Regions from separate parts of the Anas platyrhynchos genome. Here region 1 is linked to region 2. The links are chromatin contacts, called in public Hi-C maps. All regions are on one chromosome and are shown on one strand. The core of a region is the stretch at or near the end of the contact, and the rest is flanking DNA. Distances in the headings are between cores, read along the strand shown.

Region 1 (6,972 bases), core at 2,146-4,645, 65 kb after region 2:
CAGAGTAGGGCCACTAAGATGATCAGAGGGCTGGAGCACCTCTCCTATGAAGAAAGGTTGAGGGAATTGGATTTGTTTAGCTTGGAGAAGAGAAGGCTCCGGGGAAACCTCATTGCGGCTTTCCAGTACTTGAAGGGAGCATATAAACAGGAGGGTGAACGCCTGTTTATATGTGTGGATAGTGATAGGACAATAGTGATAGGTCAAGAGGGAATGGTTTTAAACTAAAACGGGGGATTTGGGTTAGAAATTTGGAGAAAGCTTTTCACTCACAGGGTGGTGAGGCACTGGAACAGGTTGTCCAGAGAGGTTGTGGATGCCCCATCCCTGGAGACGTTCAAGGCCAGGCTGGATGTGGCTCTGGGCAGCCTGCTCTGGTGGCTGGCAACCCTCCCAGAGCAGGGGGGTAGAAACTAGATGATCTTTAAGGTCATTTTCAACCCAGGCCATTCTATGATTCTGTAAGTAAAAGTGATCATTACAAAGAAAAAGGGCATTCTCTCTCTTCTCTTACTAGCATAATCTGATTAAGGGGGACATTTTTGAAGGTTTTTTTTTTTTTTTTTTTTTTTCCAGAAAGTTATTAACTGAGACACAGAAGAGATTCCATATCTCTGTTTCCCCAGTTTCTGTAACTCCTTTTTGGAAGCTTATCTGGAACACCTGATCTGTTGTGTATGCTTTCATATTCAATTTCTACAATTTGCAGTTATTTAAATAAAATTCGTATACCATTGATCCCTGTGGAAGTAGCTGGCATGGGTGGATTGGTCCTTTCAAGCCCAGGGACAGAATTCATGTATTTTTTGTATTTTCCCCCAAAAGGTCAAGAACCAAAATTAAAACATAAGCTTTCCACTAGGAGGTGAACAGTCAACATTGAGTGTTTAATGTTTATCTCAAATTAGACTTTGAAGCAAGCAGTAGCACTTACTTCCTTTAATATTTTTTTTGTTCCATAAATACACGTAGACATTTTTTTCAATTTATTGACAAAACACTAACACGTATCATGTGCAAAGAGTCACAAAACTAACTCATTGTTAATGTACGTAGGGAGAACGGCAGAAAATAGACAGATGGTTGTTTGAGTAGTGATTTTATTTTGTTTGTTTGTTTGCAGAATTTCTGCTTTTGTACTTCTCAGGATATTTTCCCCTATTGGAACGAGAGAAAAAACAATTACTAGCTATTAAATTCTGTCAGGAAAGTAATAATCTATTTATTTACTTGCCTGTACGACTGATCTACCACATATTGATCTTTTGGGATCTTGGAGATTTGTTTGCTTTGATGTTTTCTGTTGCCTGAGAAAAAAAAGGCAAAGCTGTATTAATGCCATTAGGAGATTACATATTAAAAGTTTTATTTAAGTGAAAATATGCAATCAGTGCAATAAGACCAAATATTTGTCATAAGTTGTTCATTCATTTAGTAACCTATATGTTTGCTTTTTGGGGGACAAACATTAAAATATATTTTAATAATACATGGGCTCCTCAGGGGCAGAGTAGTCTTAGCTGCACAAAAAAGAAGTCACAGGGCTACTGGTGTCAGCAGTAAAACTCTGGTTGTCTGCAACAGAACTAGGATTTCACTCCTGGACTAACTCCACTGGACTCTAAGTAATGGATTTACATCCCTGTAACAGCGTACGGTGTTTTCATGCCATCTGTAAGCTTTTAGCGGTGTTCACGTGACATAAAACAAAGACATAACCACAAAGCTGAAATCTTAACTTGAAAGCTTTGTACTGTGCTGTAAGCCACCATGCAAGGAAGTTTTCAGTAGAGTTGGGAAGAGGCAGTGTTCAGCTGTCCTGCATGCAGTAGTTTTGCATCTGGAACAACATACTACCAGGACACTGAGATAGTGCAAGGAGCACCAGTGGAACAGATAAATGCAAGTTCTACAGAATTTTGTCGTAAGTAACTTTCTGCACACACATTAAATGCACTTGAGCTGTTAACCTTCACTAAAGTACTTTAAAACTGACAGACAGATGTAATTTTGTGCTGAGAGTAAAGATTCTCCCTTCTTCTTTAAAAGATCTATGACACACAGTAGCATAGTATATGGAAAGCATTGCCATTGGTTCCTGGGATGACTGTTAGGTTAATGGAGAAAAAAAAAAAAGCATGAAACAAAACCAAACAAAGCTTCAAACAATTTCTATGAAGTCACAGTTACTAGAATAATGTTGATGTATTGAAGAAAAAAAACCCACAATGTTTCTTTATATAAAAATGAAGCAGCTATCTCTAATAAAATGCATGCTTTTAATTTCATACAAACACAAAACCTACGGTCCCTAGAGCAAACATGTGTGACCACTAAGGCTTTATAGCTTCAAAGTATATAGCAGGTTTAAAGGGAAGAAGGTAGGTATTTCCTTAAACATCTGTTTTGTACTACACAGCTTCTGCTTATGGCCAGAACAGTTTTCAGTCTTCGTTTTTAAAAGAACTAAGCACACTTGTGTGTTTATACACACACGCATACACATATATGCAGTATTTTAATCAAGTAGACAAGACTCTTAATGGCTTTGCTAGTACAGCAGCAGACCTACAAATGTGGAACCTTCCTGGAAGGTTACACAGTAGATGCAATTTCACTAAAGCCAATTCAGGACCACGCTGTGAATAAAGTTAAATACGGGCAGAAGCCTTTGCAGGATTAAGTACCAGACAGCAGCAGTAGCGGACACCAGACGGCAGCTTCACAGTGGCTGTACAAATCTCAAACAGTGCTTAGAGGAGATACCCTACCTAGATGGTGTTGGTGATACAAACGAGAGGAACCACTCTGGAGCAACCTGAAAGCAGCGCTGTGAAGAAGAAGAGGTAGAGTTTAAGGGGAGTCGAGAAAGGGCTCGGGCGGCGTTTGGGGTGAGCCCAAGAGGAACTCAGCTGGAGGGCTCTGCTCCACGAGCCCTGGCCCGGCCTCCCCCTCTCGCCACCCTGCGGCAGCCGCCCTCGGACACGGCCGGGCGGGCGGCGGGGCCCCGGTCCTTCCTCGTCCCGGTGACGATGGCGCCTCTCTCTCTCTCTCTCCTCTCCCCCGGCAGAAGCTGGCGGTGAGGAGCCGCCCCGCGGCTCTGCTGGTGGGCAGCGGCGCCAGCGGCAGCGCCAAGCCTGGCGGCGGCGGAGGCGGCGGCGTCCCGGCGCTCCTCAAGGCACCCGGCGGCGGCGGCGGGAGCCCCGGCGGCAGCCCCGCGCAGAACCTGGCCATCTCCGTCGTGCCGGCCAAGGCGCCCATCGCGATGGTGACAGCGCACCTCAACGGCGGGCTGGGCGGCGTGGAGCCCCCCCAGAGCTCCCCCATCAACCTGCAGACCCCAGCCCGGCTGGCGACCGCTCGCCGCCCGCCCGACTTCGGCTCCCGGGCACAGGTAAGGGCGGGCGGGGCCGGGGTCGGGAGCAGGCGGGGGGCTCCGCCGCCGCGGGCTGTGGGCGGGAGGGCCACGGCGGCGGGGAGGGGCCTCCGGGAGACGGGCAGGGGGTGGCCCACGGGGACGTGGGGGAGCCCCAGGGTGGCTGGGGGCGGGGGGAGCCCTGAGGGGCAGGGTATGGCCCCAGTGGGGAAGGGGCTGCTGCAGCCCGAGGGGCTTGGGAGGCGGGGAGCGAAGCTTGTGAAGTCGGAGCGTGATTCTGAGGCTGAAAGGTTCGGGTGTCCAACTCGGAGCAAAATCTCTCGCCTCCTTTCAGCACTAGAGGCTGTGGCGGTGTACCTGGTGTGTGCACAGGCTCAGGGTGTGAGTCCAAAGATGGGGAAGGAAGAGGATAGCAGGAATTAGGGCAAACTGACTGAACACGTCTGTAAGTGCACCTCATGTTACAGGCTTAAGGCTTCGGGGTGCTCAGTTAGCCCCCTGTCCGAAACGCAGGAGTGAGTGAATGGCCATCCCATTTTTCATCCTCTGGCAACAGGGAAAGCACACCCAGCCACCTGGGGAACCAAGTGGTCTTGTCCCTGCCGAAGCATCACTGTCCTTAATGATGTCCTTGCTTACATCGAGGTAGCTGCATGGGGAATTCGACTTGGGATCTCTCCTCTGTATTCACGCTGGATAGTTTCCTTCATTGAAGGTGTTTGTGCTTTATTGAAAGGATACTTGAAGCTGTTCCAGTGGAGACTTCCTAGAATTCTGGAAAATAACTATATAAATGATAATCACGTGAATGATAAAAGTTTCAGTGTTTCAACAGTCTATCATTTTGTGACTGTCTTTTCCTGTCACTGTTACCTGCTATAGGAATAAAAGAATCTAAGCAGTGGAAGAAGAAGTTTGAAACGCTGTTTAGCCTAGTTAGCCTGAATTATGAAATAGCAGTCGCAGGTGCTGGGGAACAGTACAGACTAGGACAGTTGGCTGCAAACTTGAAATTTGGGTAAGTTGTTAAAGGAAAGACTTTCTGACCTGGTAAGCCGTCCTGCTGCTGAATTACCCTTGGTGCTTCCCATTTATGTTTTAAAAAGGGCAAACAGGTCCCACTTCCACCATCCACTTCCCCAGACGTGCTGTGTTTAGCAGCGTATTGTACCTCACAGCAATAAAGCCCAGGTGCAGCTGCAGTATTGCCCCAGTACTAGGACTTTTTTTTTTTTTTTTTTTTTTTTTTTTTTTTTTTTTTGCAAAGAACAGTTTCATTTTAAGCAGAAGTTTGCTGTCATCAAAATAGCGTGGGAATATTGTCCAGCACGTGGAGTTTGCCTTTATTTTGCTGGAAGAAGAAGTCCAGTGGTTTTTTTTAGAAAAGTCTTCACATTCACAAGTTTTCAAGAACTGTAATTTTGTGATTTAGTATCTCTCATTATGTTAGTAAATTATGGAATAAAAAGCTGAGCAATGGCACATTTCTGAAGCAGAGGACTATAGGAGTTTAATCTTTTGAGAATAGTCAGCAAGCATGGATAAAAACAATTAGAAATATTGAATTGTAAATGTATAAAAATGCAAGCTGACCTCTGGCCCTAAGCTGTTGGGAAGTTTAGTGCTGTATTGCATGTTAATTATCACTCTTCTACCCAAATTAAATTTATTTTGCAAGGTTTCTTCTTCTGGTCAAATGAAAAAAAAAAAGTGTTCTTGCTTCATGTTCAGTATTCTTGATTGTTCCCAGAGCGGTGATTACAGATCAATAGCAGTAACACCTTAGCTACTAGCACTGCAATTTTAGAGGGAACTTGTTCCATTGTTGACATTTATTAATAAGCATTTCCTTTTTTTTGGCGGTATTGTTATGGCTCAGAATTATTTTTTTTCCAGCTAAAATGTATGAAGTTTGTGAGATGGAGGATAATGACGGCCTTCTGCAAACTGGGTTAAGGTGGCAAACTGATAGTAGTAAATGAGATTACTGGTGTCGTATAGCCTATTCCTCTGCATCTGCAAAGTGAGGGAAAGGGCAAGGGCATGTAATGTAATGTTATGAGTTTCTGAACAGTAGTTTCTGCTCAAAAGCATTTAAGGGGATCAGCATGTGCATACAGTCATCTCAAGTGGTATCTAGCAGGAAGAATGAAATGCTAAATTAAATTCAGTGGAAAAAAATAGGGCATCAAACACTATAATCTAAATACAGAACTTTTAAGTATAGATAGGGTTAAATATAAGTTTGTTACAGAATTTTTACTTGGGCAGCTGTATGTCAGCACTTTCATTTTAGGCTGTTGTTTACCAAGCAGATTTTTAAAGTGATTTTGAAACATCGTTGGCTATAATAGAAGCCATATCTGCATCGAAAAAAGTATCTAAACAACTATGTGCATAATGGACACCAGAGGATTGTTTAGATATTATCACATCTTTTATTAGAAACAGGAAACATTGTGGTATTAACCATGATTTAAATCTGTAAGCATCAGAAACCGTGAGCTCAAGAAACTAGTGCTAGGTCTATGCATTTCCTTGGCAGCCTTTCAGTGTCAATACAGTGTATGAAGATATGACTGATGGAGCTACACTGATGAAAGTCTACGTGCAGGCATGTCATGAGTGTACAGCCCTTTCTCCAGCTCTGAGAAACAAAGCTTAGAGTTTCATTTGTCTGACCTGGAACAAGTTATGTTGGCAAAAGCTGAGTTTTGCTGGCATAAACTGAATTTTGCTGGCATATGCTGTATACACGCTAGAAGTTGCTTTGCCTTCAGAGTATAACTATTGCTTTTATAGGGAATGCCCTAGAACTACTGGGTAGTTATAAGACAGCAGTATGCCTGTACCTACAAAGTACTCTTACTGTAACAAATTTTACCATAACCTCTCAAATTATGTTTTGATTATAATCGTATTTACGTGGTATTTGCTGTTTCCTATCAGCAAATCAGATCAGAATGATCCGAGATTGCTTTGCTGAAGGACAAAGTCCCATCTGCTGTGCTGCAACAATGCACTGGGTAAAGAAAATGCCCCTCTGCAACCTCCTCATTCTCTTCCAAATAGCAAAACTGAGGGCCAGCAGGCATCCCAGAACCTAGTTCTGGGAAAAGCAGAAAACCTATCGGCTTTTCAAAGGATGGTTGGATCACTCAGCTATCAGGAGAACCAGCAAAGAGGAGGGATACAGCTGTCAGCCCCCTTGGCTGCTTTTTGGGAGCTGTAATGAAAGAAAAAAGCACTGGGAGGGCATATCTGCACTGGGCTGTGAAGTGCAAAGGTGTGGATACACAGAGCTGCTCCGCAGAAGCTCACAGAAGTGCAGAGAGTGGCTCTGCAGAGGCAGTCAATGTCCTGGAACCATCATGCTGGGTACTGCTCAACGCACCCTTTGCCTCTCTGGCAACTGCACCACTGTAGTTCCAGACAGGTTGTTTGCAGCCAGCTTAGCTATCTCTGGGCAGCACAGCATTGCTGGGTTTAGGCTTACCCGTAACCCTGAAGCAAGAGCACTGCTGGACCTGGCTCTGGCTTTGTCATCGGAGACAGAGGTCTCTGTATGTACCTGTCATCTGCTGTCTGGGCACTGC
Region 2 (7,345 bases), core at 585-3,084:
ATCTTAGTTCATTGGCTGCCCTTCAAGGAAGGGTACACCCCTTCCTTTTCTGAAATGCTTTCCAATATAAATTTCTGAAGGAGATGGGGGCTAAATCATTATGTCTTAGATGGAGAGCCAGAATTAATGGTAGTTGTTTGTCAGCAGATAACCTCTGAAAAGAAAACATATTTGTCATCCACCCCTACCATCAATGTTATACAAAGCCATGCATATAATGACTGCAAACAAGTGAGAATATCCATGACATGAGCTAACAGAACTGAGGCACAAAATATGCATAACTCATTTAAAAAGTCTCTGTGATCCATCTGGTGCCTCAAATAATCACTGTCAGTCTGTAGGAACAGACACTAAACTAACATTAAACAGCTCCAAAGCTGCTAGATTTCAAAGGCCAGCGCTGCTCACCACTCACATATCTGTAAGACGAAGGTTATATAAAAATTGGTTTTGGAGTAAAAGAAGGGTGTGCTTTAAAAATAGCAGCAGTGCTTGAGTTTATCTTCAGTTGTAGTGACATGGCTCGTAAAGGAGTTTTGCAGTTGGCTGTTTCAGAGAGCAAGAAAACCTGTGTGGTTCAGGTCTGCTGAGGTCACTGCACCTCTATAAGTGCCTCAGGAGAGCAAAGCTGCCTGTAGCAGAGGCTCTGGGTTGCAACGAAGGTTAGAGGGCATTCCAGTGATAGGGAAGTATCCTTCATTTGTCTCTGGTATTCAAACCAAACAAAAAGACTTCTGGGGAAGAAAAAATTCCTCAAATGCCTAGGATTTCTTCTGTGTCTTTTGCAGCAAAGGCATTTTTGCAGAAGTAGCACCAAGTATTGAATTTTTGCCTAATGGAAGTTTCTTTGAACCCAAGAAGATAAAGTGTTTCCAGTGGATATCAAGAGAGACAAAAGTATGCTATTTTTTCCCTTTGGTCAACTTCTTCTGGATCTTAAGATTCAAGTATTTATTTATTTCCACCATTTCTGTTTTGATTAGTATGGAATATCTCATTCTGCAGTGGACTTATATATGTATATATATATATATATATATACATTTTTTTTTTTTTAATTTTTTTTTGGAAGAACAAAACCCTCCTTTGACCTGGATTTGGATGCATCTGTGACAACCTACTTCACTGCCTGCCAGCTGAGCATAGCACATTTGATTGATGAAATAATAATGATGAACTGTGCCTGAACTTGCTTTGACGACCACTTGAAGCAGAAGCTGTAGCAGTGGAGCAGCACCCCAGTGGTCACAGTCCATCCTCAATCTCAGTGCATGGAAAGCATTGTCTAAGCATCATCTGGGTCCTGAGCATGTCCCCACAGGCCTGCTTCATTCCCATCTAAGAACTCATCTCTCCTTTTAATTAAAAGCTAGGCGAAAGGAATCTGCAACTTTTTTTTTTTTTTTTTAAGTTTTAAAGAGCAATGTTTTTATGCACCCTATTAACTGCCTGCTGCATTAAGCTGATTAAAAGAGAGCTTTCCTTTTGTAAACTGTCTTAATGTAGAGACAGGCTAGGGTAGAACTGGGTAGACACAATGGCAAGGCAATATATTTGCCTCCATATCAGTTCTTTAGTGTGATTACTGCTGCGTGTTCCCTCTAGCAGCCCAACACTGCATCTTACTAGCTTCCAAAATGGGAATTCCCCGATAACTGAAGCTCCATCCCTGATTATTTTATGTGGGGAACATGTGATAGTCTCAGGAAACTTTGTGCTGAGACTTCCAGCCTTTTTGTGTACATTCTTAAAGACCAGTGGAACATACCAGTGGTTTCTTGTTGTGGTTCTTTAATTAGAAGAATAGATTCAGAGGGGTTTTTGTACAGCTTAATTAACATCACCCATTGGTTTAAAGTTGTGAAAGAGGACTTTAAGAAGATAAATGCCATGCGTATAAAGTCCCCCTGGGTGCCCTTTGCCTTGAAAATTGGTCTTTTGTTTTCAGGACTAGTGTGGAAAGAATAAACACAGGATGCACAAGGAGAAAGGTTTTCTTAGACTTTTGTTAGAATTTCAGGCTGATTGTACTTTTTTTTTTTTTTCCCCCTGATCCTCTGACATGCCAAAATGTATCAATTAACTGCAGCAAAGAGATCGAAGCAGTTCTTGCTTTGCAAAAAAGAATATTTATGCTTAAACATTGTCTTTTAGTGCATGGGATAGTGGAAGGTTGTTTTAGAAAGTACTATAGTGTCTTTTTTTTTTTCTTCTTTTAAGTGAGATACTTAATCCTATATACTGATGGCAATTAAATGAGTGAAAGAAGTTTATGAAACAAAATTATTTTTTATTTTGTTTTCAACATGAGACACTTGATAAAATAATCACAGGGGGTAAGGCAACTATGTACATGTATCCCTAATAAATATCGTTGTTAGGATTGCAGTGAATTACATATTGGCTGGCAATGGAAGAACTTGAGCAGATACACTATAGTCCTTGATACTCTATCATGATGGTCAGCTGATGCAGGATTTCTTGTAGAATCTAAAGAACTTTGCAAGCAACTTGAGATACGGTATCCCAGGAGTTCCTGGGGTGACGAAGATCACTTAGAAGCCCACTTGACCAGCTTTAGAAAGACCACCTTTGGCTAGATAACCTAGATGAGCTTTGCAAATTCAATTCTGCGGAATATTACTTGACCTTAGTCCTCCCATATAAAAATTATATTCTGAAAGCCAAGGAAACATATGATCAGGTTGAAAGAGATCTAACCTGCTTTGAGTTTCAGTTGCTTAACATTTTACTGTGAAGTGATTTTACCCTCCACTCAAATGAGGGTATGTGCTTGTTGATCTGCAGCCTGAGTGCTTTAAATCCTTTGTTCACAAATAATAATGGAAAATACTGTCTAATAAGTAGAACACAGGGGTGGGAACCAGGACTCTAGGGTTCCTCCTTGCAGCCTTGTGGCTTTTTCACTGTGACTTTCATCTCATTCCCAGTGAAGGCATTCCCATTGTCTTCAGCATGAAGTCATATATGGCTTTGGCTGCATCATTCAGTTTATTGTTTGTTAAAACGGGGACCCAAGCATTGAAAACACTGGTTTATATTTGTAGAGAGATCAAAGAGATGAAAATGAAGGGGTTCTTTAGAACAGTAGATCATTGTTATTAGTTCTTTTCTGCGTTTTCTTCTCTCTCAAAACATTAATGTTTTGCTGCTTCTAGTGGGTGTTTTGGTCAAGAGACACAGTCACATTGGCAACTTTAAAGTTGCAGATTTGCTTGTGTTACAAATCAGGTAAACATGTTGGCATGTTGATTGTGATGCTGTGACATATAAAAATCCATCTGTATTCTTGTGAATAACTTTGTGATTTCTGATCTCTTTCTAACTTTCAACATCTCTTCTCAAAGTAATTTACCAAAACTCAGTACAGATGTTTCAGGAGATCTTCACTACCATTAGCAATATGAACCACATACCAGCATGATTTCATGAAATTCAACAATTAGAAATTGACTTTGTCTTCTTTTTTCTTTTGCCACATACCATACATGACCTCTTCGTTACTTAAACAGTGCTTTAGGATCATAATTTGAGGTATATTCCTGGTTTCAATCTTCTTTAAATTAAGGAAAGTCTTGTTGACAACAGTAATTTTACCAATGAAGACCAAGTCCTGGGGAGAGAAGTCAGGTCAGCAATGTTAGAATTCCTTCTTGGGGTCTATAAATCTTCATGAGAAATGAGCACGAATGATATATTATGGGTAGATATTACTCAAATTCTTTTGAAATAAACAAGTGTTTGGTGTCAAGGCTTTGTTTGCCCTTTTTCTTATATCTCAGTTTTACTAACCTGGAACTGAAATTTCATTAATTGCCAGGATTGACATTTCTTCACATGGCTTTGGTGGCATGTTCCAGTGGCCAACAGGATCATGACAATCTGTCTATATCTGGAAATTGATCTGTTAGTGCCTAACCTGACTGAAATAGAAGCAAACAGGAGGAAGAGTGGATATTATTGATATAAAATTGACTTCTTATTGGGTTTGTTATCCTAGACACTGTATTAGGATGAATGAGGCATTCAACACAGCTTTCAGCTAACAGCATCTATTTTTAAAAATGTAATCTTATAATACAAAGAAATAATTGTGTTACTCTGCTATTTTTAGTTTGCTACAAATCCTGTAAAAGAGCTGACAGCATCCTGTTAGGGACTACGTCCCATTTAGTACTGAGCCTTGCCCCTCACACAAAACCCCCAGGAGCCTGGGAAATCCCTGGAAATAGAAGGGAGACATGGAGTGCTTTTGTGTGGGGATCTGGCACTGCTGCTTTTCTGAGCGTAGTGGCACAGGGACAGGTGCTGACAGATACACGCAGTGCAGAACTGAAATGCTGCCCTGTTCTAGCCTCTGCAAGCCACCTGACACCACTTGGCCACCACTTACAAGAGCACCTTGTTTGTTGTTCTTTCCCACTTGGCACTGTGGTTGTCTGAGAGCACAGAATGAAGCCAAAGTATTTTGAGATCCTGCCTTGAGACTGGCTGGTTTTCTGTCAAGCTAAGAAATTGTGAAGAGAAATGTAGGTCACTTTAGCATTCTGCTTCTCCCTGGCTTTCAAAGCTGTGGTGCAAATTCAAGCAGCCTTCAGGCCCCTGGCCCAGCTGGAAATTGCAAAGGCCATGGTATAAAGACTATAAACATGGCCAGAGTCTGCCTTGCTGAGTGTCCTTATGAGCTGGAACCATGTCAAAGTACATTTTTTCAGAGTGCAAAATAAGGTGATAATTGGTGGGTGAAAATACTACAGGAATGATGTCGCTTCCCATGTTTTCAGCTCAGAGCAAGATTGCTCTGTTTTTGAATCAGCGGAAAGAGAAGCCCCAGATTAAAAAAGAGAGGAAAAAAAAATAGGGTTTGGGATGGAAGGGCTGGCAGAGCTTTGACAATGGTTCTGTGTCGAGTGTGGAGTCGAGCTTCAGCTCCTACGAAAAAAGACCAGGGAGGTGAGAAGGAGATAGGGAAGTGAAGGTACCAGGATGGCATGGTGATTAGTGGGGTATAAATACCCTGCTCACTCAAGAAGGCTACCTCATGCTAAAAGAGGTTCATGTTTCACATACTGATGATATAGAATTATCTGCCCAGAACTGAGGACCTGAAAATGCCAGTTTTTGATTTTTCTATATAGCATTCACTCTATGTAATTGGGGAATGGAGAAACTTGGAGAGCAACAAAGTGTCTTTAAACCCCTTCCATGGTACCTGAAGAGATTCCTCCCTGCTTCCCTTCCTGTTAAGCAAGGATATGCTCTGCAGTGAACAGCCTTCTAAAAATGTACCTCCTGGCTTAAAATGCCAGAGGGACAGGAAAAGTACAGCAAAGCAGATAGAAAAAGTTTAGTCAGAAAAAGAAGCTCCTACTATAATTGTACCTTAAATGTGAAGAAATGGTGCTTATATGAAGTGACAAGGAGCTAGTTAATGGGATCCATATCCCCAAGTTACAATAATGCAGCTTTTAAATTGAGTTTTTGTGGCAGACCGGCTGAATAAAATTATAAAATTGCTAAGCTGTGCTTCAGTTGTGTAGTAAGTGGTGCATGTGGTGTGAAAGACAAGCTGAGGTGTGATAACAGACTATCTCTTCCATGCACAAAGAGTTCTGTATTCTGATCAACTCAACAGCATGCACTGGTAAATATTGGTCCAAGCTACTTGGTCATTAGAATTTATTGTGTTGGTTTAATCACACTGAGTTTAGGCACTCTTTTGGTCTGAATTTACTGGCTAGCTTTCAGAGACACTCTGGTGCAATTATTACCCTGTACCCTATTGGCATGAGATGAAGAATTACTGGGGAGCCCAATGAGATGTAATGGCATGTGCAAGAGATTGGGGTGGCTGAGAGTGGAATCAGCTTTTGCTTCTCTCTGGGTTTTCAGGGTCAATTCCAGGAGTGTTCATCTCTAATATGAGTTTTTGGCAGGACTAGAAATAGAACAAATTTCACCATGGTTCACTGATCACCTAAGACTCACTTGGAGAAGTTTTGGCTCATATTTGCTAGCAATGGGGTAGCTCCCCCGTGCCTCTCCCCATACCCTTGTTGTGTGGCAGAGTTGGTCTGTTATAAAGAGGGGCAGCACAAGCTCGCGATCAGCTGCTTTGGTGACTTGGCAGTGATGCTCCTTTGATCCTTTCAGTGCACACCCAAAGTATTGACTTCAATACAAACATTTCCTGATATTTCGCCAGTGACTTTTATGCCTATAGTTTACAGATGCCAACAACATCTTCACATTTGTTTTTTTGTTTGTTTTGTTTTGTTTTGTTTTTGATCTTGCTTTTCTATTTTTTCAGTTGTAAGCTCTGCTGTTTGGTGAACTGAAATGTTGGCAGAAGCCACATTTACTTTGGACAGTTGCCTAGCAAGTGTCCTTTTGTCCTGGCTGATGTGAGTGCAGAGGTGCTGTTATTGCAATTCCAGCAGTTCATTGGAGAGACACTGCTTGTTGTCCCACTATGTTATGTGATTTGGAGGTGTTGACAGATGGGGATTAAGGTGAGATAAAACACATTTTTTACTGCTTGTGACTTCACCCAGGTGAAGTGGCTTCAAACTCAGCCTGATGTCCTAAATGAGAACTCTGTAACTCTTTGAGGCTTACATCACTGGCAGCCCTCATGGTTTTATCATAGGTATCACAGTGGTGAACACTTTTCAGATTGACAGCTTTTGTTAGCAAATGTTAACATTTCATTCTAAAACCAGAAAAGTTGTTAGCTCACCTGATGGTTGAGAGAAACTTGAAAACTTGTTGATTTAAAGGAGCCTACCTATATTATTTTGCTTACATCTTATAATTTTAAAGCTCATTTCTGTTCCTATATGTTTGGAAATTGAACTAGGTCCTAAGTTTCTAAATGCTTGAAGCTGACAGCATTGCTTTTTATATAGGTTATAAGCCCAGGTTTTTAGACATATGATAGCTTTTAACTCACATTGAAATCAAAGGGAGTATAAGCACCTAAATACCTTTTAGAATTTGATCTCCAACCTCATACTAGCTTTTACCCTCACAGTCCAGGTTATTATTTCTTTGAAAGCAGTGTAGGGGTCAGATTCTTTTGGAGAGAATAAAAGTTTCTAAAATCCCTGAAAGAACTTAGAATTATCTATGTTGTCTATTCTGCAGGCTTCCCTGAAATGGAAGTAGCTTAGAGAGAAAACATAAGTTGAAGATTTTTATTTTCAAATTGCAGTCACAGCCACAGCAATTTACTGGATCCTGCTTGCTATTTTTGCCAGTGATGTTTGGAGAAATAAACTCCTTGTAAAATGTAATTTCCAGAGTAGAAGAACGTATCTGC

Evidence for each region. Hi-C and Micro-C count contacts between places; a contact is called where the count stands out from the background.
Region 1: a Hi-C map of small yellow follicle shows a contact between it and region 2, with 2.0 times the contacts expected there. The contact joins two enhancer-like sites. A contact is called at or near these places in 2 of 8 Hi-C or Micro-C datasets (F5 follicle and small yellow follicle).

What each region holds. Positions count from the first base shown.
Region 1 is chr1:72,428,781-72,435,752 of IASCAAS_PekinDuck_T2T, forward strand. PHF21B (PHD finger protein 21B) reads left to right here. Exons shown (of 15, transcript XM_072041399.1): 4 at 3,071-3,394. Among named protein-coding and RNA genes, the nearest start is that of PHF21B, 110 kb to the left of the region's middle. Within about 2 kb of position 3,396, at least 4 of the 8 cell types and tissues checked have an H3K27ac peak or open chromatin away from gene starts, as enhancers often do. A contact at or near this core is called in F5 follicle and small yellow follicle, where this site is marked.
Region 2 is chr1:72,365,192-72,372,536 of IASCAAS_PekinDuck_T2T, forward strand. All of the region lies in intron 3 of PHF21B (PHD finger protein 21B), which reads left to right. Among named protein-coding and RNA genes, the nearest start is that of PHF21B, 46 kb to the left of the region's middle. Within about 2 kb of position 1,835, at least 3 of the 8 cell types and tissues checked have an H3K27ac peak or open chromatin away from gene starts, as enhancers often do. A contact at or near this core is called in F5 follicle and small yellow follicle, where this site is marked.